Regions from separate parts of the Sus scrofa genome. Here region 2 is linked to region 1. A link is a contact called in public Hi-C data. All regions are on one chromosome and are shown on one strand. Each heading gives the region's core, a stretch centred on a gene start, on an enhancer-like site or on the middle of the called end of the contact. The rest is flanking DNA. Distances are from core to core; before and after follow the strand shown. Region 1 has its middle 290 kb from the start of SHCBP1. Region 2 has its middle 390 kb from the start of SHCBP1.

What was found. A called contact is a pair of places that touch in the nucleus more often than the background predicts.
Region 2: a contact with region 1 is called in a Hi-C map of epiblast stem cells, with 2.5 times the contacts expected there. The contact joins two enhancer-like sites. A contact is called at or near these places in 5 of 47 Hi-C or Micro-C datasets (epiblast stem cells, fetal heart ventricle, heart right ventricle and 2 more).

The regions. Positions count from the first base shown.
Region 1 is chr6:38,319,778-38,322,696 of Sscrofa11.1, reverse strand. No RefSeq gene overlaps it. Among named protein-coding and RNA genes, the nearest start is that of SHCBP1, 290 kb to the right of the region's middle. Within about 2 kb of position 1,491, at least 2 of the 83 cell types and tissues checked have an H3K27ac peak or open chromatin away from gene starts, as enhancers often do.
Region 2 is chr6:38,422,590-38,425,508 of Sscrofa11.1, reverse strand. No RefSeq gene overlaps it. Among named protein-coding and RNA genes, the nearest start is that of SHCBP1, 390 kb to the right of the region's middle. Within about 2 kb of position 1,463, at least 2 of the 83 cell types and tissues checked have an H3K27ac peak or open chromatin away from gene starts, as enhancers often do.

The DNA.
Region 1 (2,919 bases), core at 242-2,741:
CTCGATTCCTGCTCCAGTTTACACACTCACACCCAGAGAACAGACACAAACCCCAACACTCATGTTCTCACCAAATGCGGACTCACACCTAAACACACACAGCGCCACAAACATCACACACAGGCTGATATTCCCCTCTCCCACGCAGAGAGCTGAAACTGACAGCACTCATGGCCTGAACCTAGCCAGAACCCAGTTTGGGACTCGAAACTAGCCTAAACCCAGATTGGGACTTGAACCCATGGTTTTAAATTAGAATCATTCACTCGGTGTCTGGACTCACTGAGGTTCAAGTTCTTCATGCCTCCGCGTGGAAGGAATTCAGTGAGAGACAAAGTGATAGGCAAGAAATGAGATTTATTAAGATAGGAAGCTTGTGAGAGATGCAAGTGGGCAGGCAAGGAGGGTCTGCCCCCAGGATCCGGTGGGCTACAGTTTTCTCATCCAAGGGGAGTGGGGGTTGGAAAAGCCCACCTCTTCCTTTCTGGGAGTAGTAGCTCCTCCTTGGTATCCGGTAAGAGTATTTGACCCTATGAGGTCAAACTAGGCCTGTTATGGCACTTACTCACATCAGCAGATGGGTGGTCCTCAAGCTCCTGCCCTTGATCCAAACGTGAACACAGGCCTCACCCCTTCCCCCACCCAAGGACCCGAGGCAATTCTCGCACCTCCACTAGTCAAGCAATCCTGCCTTGTGCTGATGGCTTTCTTGAGCAATTATTAACTTACCTCCCAAATTCCCCTGGTTTCCCTCTCTATTTATGGTCCCTTACTGGGACTCCTGTGCCTACTCCATCCCTATCATAGCCAATACCTTCACATAGACACACACACACACACACACACACACACACACACACACACACCCCTAGCACAAATTCATGGAGACACAAACACCTGCAAACTCATGCCTCTGCTCTCCAAGACACAGAGGTGGACACTGTGCCTCTCTCTCAAACACACACACACACACACTGACTCAGTAAATCAACATAGGCCTTTACAACAGGGCTGAAAGATTTTCTCATTCAAGATTCTCAGCCTCCCAACAAAACCAATTAATACCAATTAGTAAATAGTTACAAATAAATCTGCTTAGTACAGAGTTTCACTTGGTGTTGATTTTTTTGAGGGAAGGGAAAATAGATTTCATTCTCCTCAAGGCCATGCCATCCTCCCCAAGGCCAGGCAGAAGCCTGCCCTCCTCTGAATCCCGAGGCACTTAGTGCAACCTGGGAGCAGAAATCCAGGTCTGATCACAATCAAGGAGAGGGAAGCTGAGAGGTAAAGTGGAGAGGGGAGTCAGAGAATAAATCAGCCAAGAAAGCAGTGGGAGAGCCTGGGGAGTAGGCCAAGGCACCCAGGAGACAGAGGCAGGCACAGGAAGCGTGGGAAGAGTCCCAACACACAGTCACCCACAGGGGCCCACGTGCCCACCCTCATAAGCCACACATCCAGCCCAAGATGCAGAGGGAGGCTGCCAGGACAGCAGGTGGTGAGAAAAGAAAAATGGCTGTTCCAGCCCAGACCCCAGATTGTTTTTCTGTGGTCATACTGCCCCCTTGTGGACTCTTCTGATAAAGTCGCTAAAACCTACTGCCTTTTCAGAGCCAGAGGCATTAGCAGGAAACTTTACCTGGAGACAAACATGAAAATCACCAACAAGTCATTTTTTGTGTCTTTTTAGGGCCGCACCTGCCGAATATGTATGTTCCCAGGCTAGGGGTCGAATCGGAGCTGTAGCCGCTGGCCTATGCCACAGTCACAGCAACACAGGATCCAAGCCTCGTCTGTGACCCACACCACTGCTCATGGCAACGCTGGATCCTTAACCCACTGAGCAAGATCAGGGATCAGACCTGCAACCTCATGGAATCTAATCACCATGGGAACTCCACCAATAAGCTTTTTATTTAGTAAAAGCATGTTTAAAGAAACTAACACAAGTAAAAATATAAAAACATGGATGATATAATGAGGTGAGGAATACTGGAATAGAATCAGTATTTTATTTCCTGGGGGAGGAGAGGAAAGAGAACATAGAAAAAATGCCTAATTTGCTATAAAATTAGAATGCTGGATACACAGGGATTTGTTATATTTATATGATTAGTATATTTGTAATATTTTATAATTGAAAATAAAACTGAAGATAAAAATTTTAACATTAAAGGGAGGAGAGAACTCTGTGGTTATTCCCACTAAAGAGGAAAAATTATCTTGAAAAATAAATAGCCCATGATTTTTTGACTCTTCAGTGACAGGCTGTGTAGTTCTCAATTCTTTACCTTTCCCTTTATTCAAGGAATATAGTGATTTTTCAGTTCTTCCCCTTCCTTTCCCCTTGACTTTGGGCTTGGCTGTTGACTTGCCAATGGGACATTAGTGGATGTGACACAATTGGGGACTCAAAATGTGTGCACAGCTAGGCTCTTATGTGCTCTCATGTTTCTGATATCAGCATGGGAAGAACATTCCCCAGCTTCCCTGCTGGTTCAAAGATGAGAGACCCATGGACAGGCCTGAATCTCACTGACCTCAACATGATCAGCCAATTCCCAACCAATCTGCAGATGAGTGGGAATAAATGATGATGTTTTAAGTCACTGAGTTGGGGGGTGGTTGTCATATGGCATTATCGTGGCAATAGCTAGCTGTTACTTCATTCTCTCTTTCTTTCCTATTATCCCCACTTGTCCCACCCCTAGTCTACCTGACTCTTTTCTCTCATTCTCACTCCATCATTTGCTAAGTTGATCTCCTAAAAGGCCAACTCCCACCATGCCACTTTCCTTCAAAATCCAAACTTCTTCACACCTCAGCCTTTGTGTGGCCAAGATCCAGACAATCAGTCCAACTTCAGTGATTTTTCACAAATTCACCACTGCTAGAAAACCAATTCTCCCTTCTGTGATCCAA
Region 2 (2,919 bases), core at 214-2,713, 100 kb before region 1:
ACTTCCAGAGGGAAGGATGGACATATGAAAGAGAAAGAGCAAGGTTGTTGAAGCAGGTGCTGCTGGTGCTGCATCATTGTCCTTCAGGGCCTTACTTGTCCTGAATCAGCTGCCACACCTGCATTTCTTTACCTGAGAGATTTCTTTCCTTATTCCTTCCTCCAGGGAAGGCCCAAAGTGGTGGGGAATTAGCTTCTTACCCAGTGACTAACAGAGCTGGTAGATAAATGTCCCGGCTGCCTCCCCCTCAAGTGGGATAATTCACACGCCCCAGCATTCCCTAGTAGGAGTAAGCCTCAGCTGCCCGCCCTGGTTCCTGGTTTGATAACACATTTTGTTGGCTTCCCCATCACACTTGCCCACTTCTCCATGTGTTCCCTGGATCCAGCTTTCTAATAAACTACTTGCACTTAAATCTTTGTCTCAGAGTCCTTCCTTCCTAGGAGGAAGCCAGCTCAAGGCAGGAATCAATTCTTTTCTGAATCTTAAAGTTTAGGCCCCAGGGAAGTCAAATCATAGAATAACAGGAATCAGAAAAGGCAGTTTTTGACCTTGAGAATTAGAAAAGACCCCTTGATTTTGAAGAAAGCGAGTGCCAGGAGCACCTGGACCTTGGATAGATAAGAGTGATACCCAGCATCTGTCACTACCTCCCTACCTTCTGTTCTGAAGCAAGAGGAAAGTAGAGATTCCAGAGATTTAGGGGTTTCCAGGAGCAGGGTGACTTAGGATGCCTCCTCTGGTGAGAGGCCCTAGTATCTAGAAAAGAAATGCATCTGCCTGGGATGTCCAGGCTGACCATACTGGGCAGCCTCAAAAGCTCCAATGACCACAAAGTCTCAAATCCCTCTCCCCATCCTGCTGGCAATGCTGGAGAAACCCTAGCCCAGAAAATGTACAGTATGCACTTGAGCCAAGATGCTATCAGCCAGAAGTTGGTCAAAGTCACACTTGCAGCCCCATTGAAACCAGGAGTGTGGCCAAGAGAGTGTGAGACAGGTCCATGGGGTGTGCTATTCAGCATACATGGCATCCATACCCTGTCTGGGCCTCTGTCTCAGGGTATCAGTCACCTGTGCCAAGTTCCTGCCACTTGGCTGCCCTCCTTCCACCTGGAGAGAACACATGGGACAGAGTGCAATGCTGAGCCGTGCCTGGCACATGATGAGCCACAACTATGATAAATGTCACTATTTTAATCACCTCTCCACCCCTCCTCTTCAGGGCCTCCCTGAACCACTAGTACACTTGCCTCCTCACTTCCCTGAACAGTACTCTGCAAACCACATGCCCAATTATATCCAATGTGTTTCTGATGGTCTCTAGCTTTTTGCTGCACTGAAGTTTCATCTTTAATAGCATTAGAATCCCCCCAGGGCAAAGCCCGCTACACCCTCACCTGTACCTCACTCAGTGTTCTGTATACGAAATCTGTTTGAATCATTTTGCCCTGACCCCTCCCCGGATGGATGTGGCACCTGGGGGAGTGTCATGCAAAGGCATTCGTTTCTTCTGAATGCCAGGTACTGGGTCCATATAGGCACTTCTTTGAGATCATTTCCAATGTCTCCTTCAGCAGATTACAAAATATATAGTAGCTTTAAAAATTCTTTCTTGCAATTCAATGTCAAAGATGACATCCTTTCCTATACCCCTCATCGCAGCTCATTGAGCTATGTGGCTGCAGAGAAGGTCCCAAGGAGCTCACCTAAAGACCCTTGAGCCCTGCAAACAAACAAGAGATTAAGAGCTAAATTGTCAAGAAGTGCTGTGGATCAGAACACAACGCCAAGACTGCTGGGGTGGCAGGCCATCTTTTCAGAGTTCTGAACTTGAGAAGGCAGGTAGAATACTCTCCCCTCTTGTGTGGACATCCACTAGGTTTGGTAAGCCAGTTTGGTTACAGCACTTCATTTTTTCTTTTTGGGAACCACGTCTCCTCATGTGAATGGACTCTCTTCCCCCTTCATGCCCAGAGATGATCATGTGACCCAAACCAAGCCAAGTCACCCAGAGTGTGAATCAATGCAGGGGGCTGTCATCAGAGAAGCACTCCCTTTCCCATAAACAGAGACTGCAGAGATCACCATGCAGAGAGAAGCTGCCGTGAATGAAGCACAGGAGACAAGAGAACCAAGAGCAGTGTTGGAGCCCCTGGAGTTTGCAATCAAATTCCCTTTCATGCCTTCTCTTAAATTTTTTTATGGTGTTTTTAAGAGGGCTTGAAAGGGCTTCCTGTCACTTTCAAGTTAAAGAGTCTAAGTAAAAAAAAAAAAAAATCAAACAAATTGAATAAAAATTACAGCTAGCAACAACTTATTACAAAATTGCCCTTTCTTTTTGAAAGTAATGTAAGCAGCTCCTTTGCCTCTTTTCAGTCTGTTCATCCCCATTTTCCTTAGACCTTAGTCATAAAGATGAGATGATTAGGCAACATTTAACTTAGCTCCTGATTGCTGTTTTTCTAAATATACACAACACCTTATCTAACCTGTTGATTCCTTTCCTGGATTAGAATGAGTAAGAATGAAGGATTAAGCAGTTAAAGAATGACTGACTCACTACCCCTAGAATCCCTTTAGTAAATTGGACCTCGCCAGCAAGAGAATATCCATTTTCAGGCAGACTGTGTGTCTTTTCTGGGTAGAAGGTATAAGAGCCAGTACACAAATCACCATTCTTCCTTCCTCCCAAGGGAGATCGGGAGAAGTCAGCTGGTTTACTACACACAATGGAAGAATGATTATGAATCTGACTTCTGCCTTAATGATTAACTGAGATTTTTTTTCCCCCATTCTTCCCTTTAAAAATTCTCCTGGCTAAGCAGAATCTTCGGAGTTGGTCTCTGGATAAAAATCCACCTTCTCCCCCGATGGCCGCCTTCTCTGAATAAAGTATCTTTCTTCTTTACTGACACTT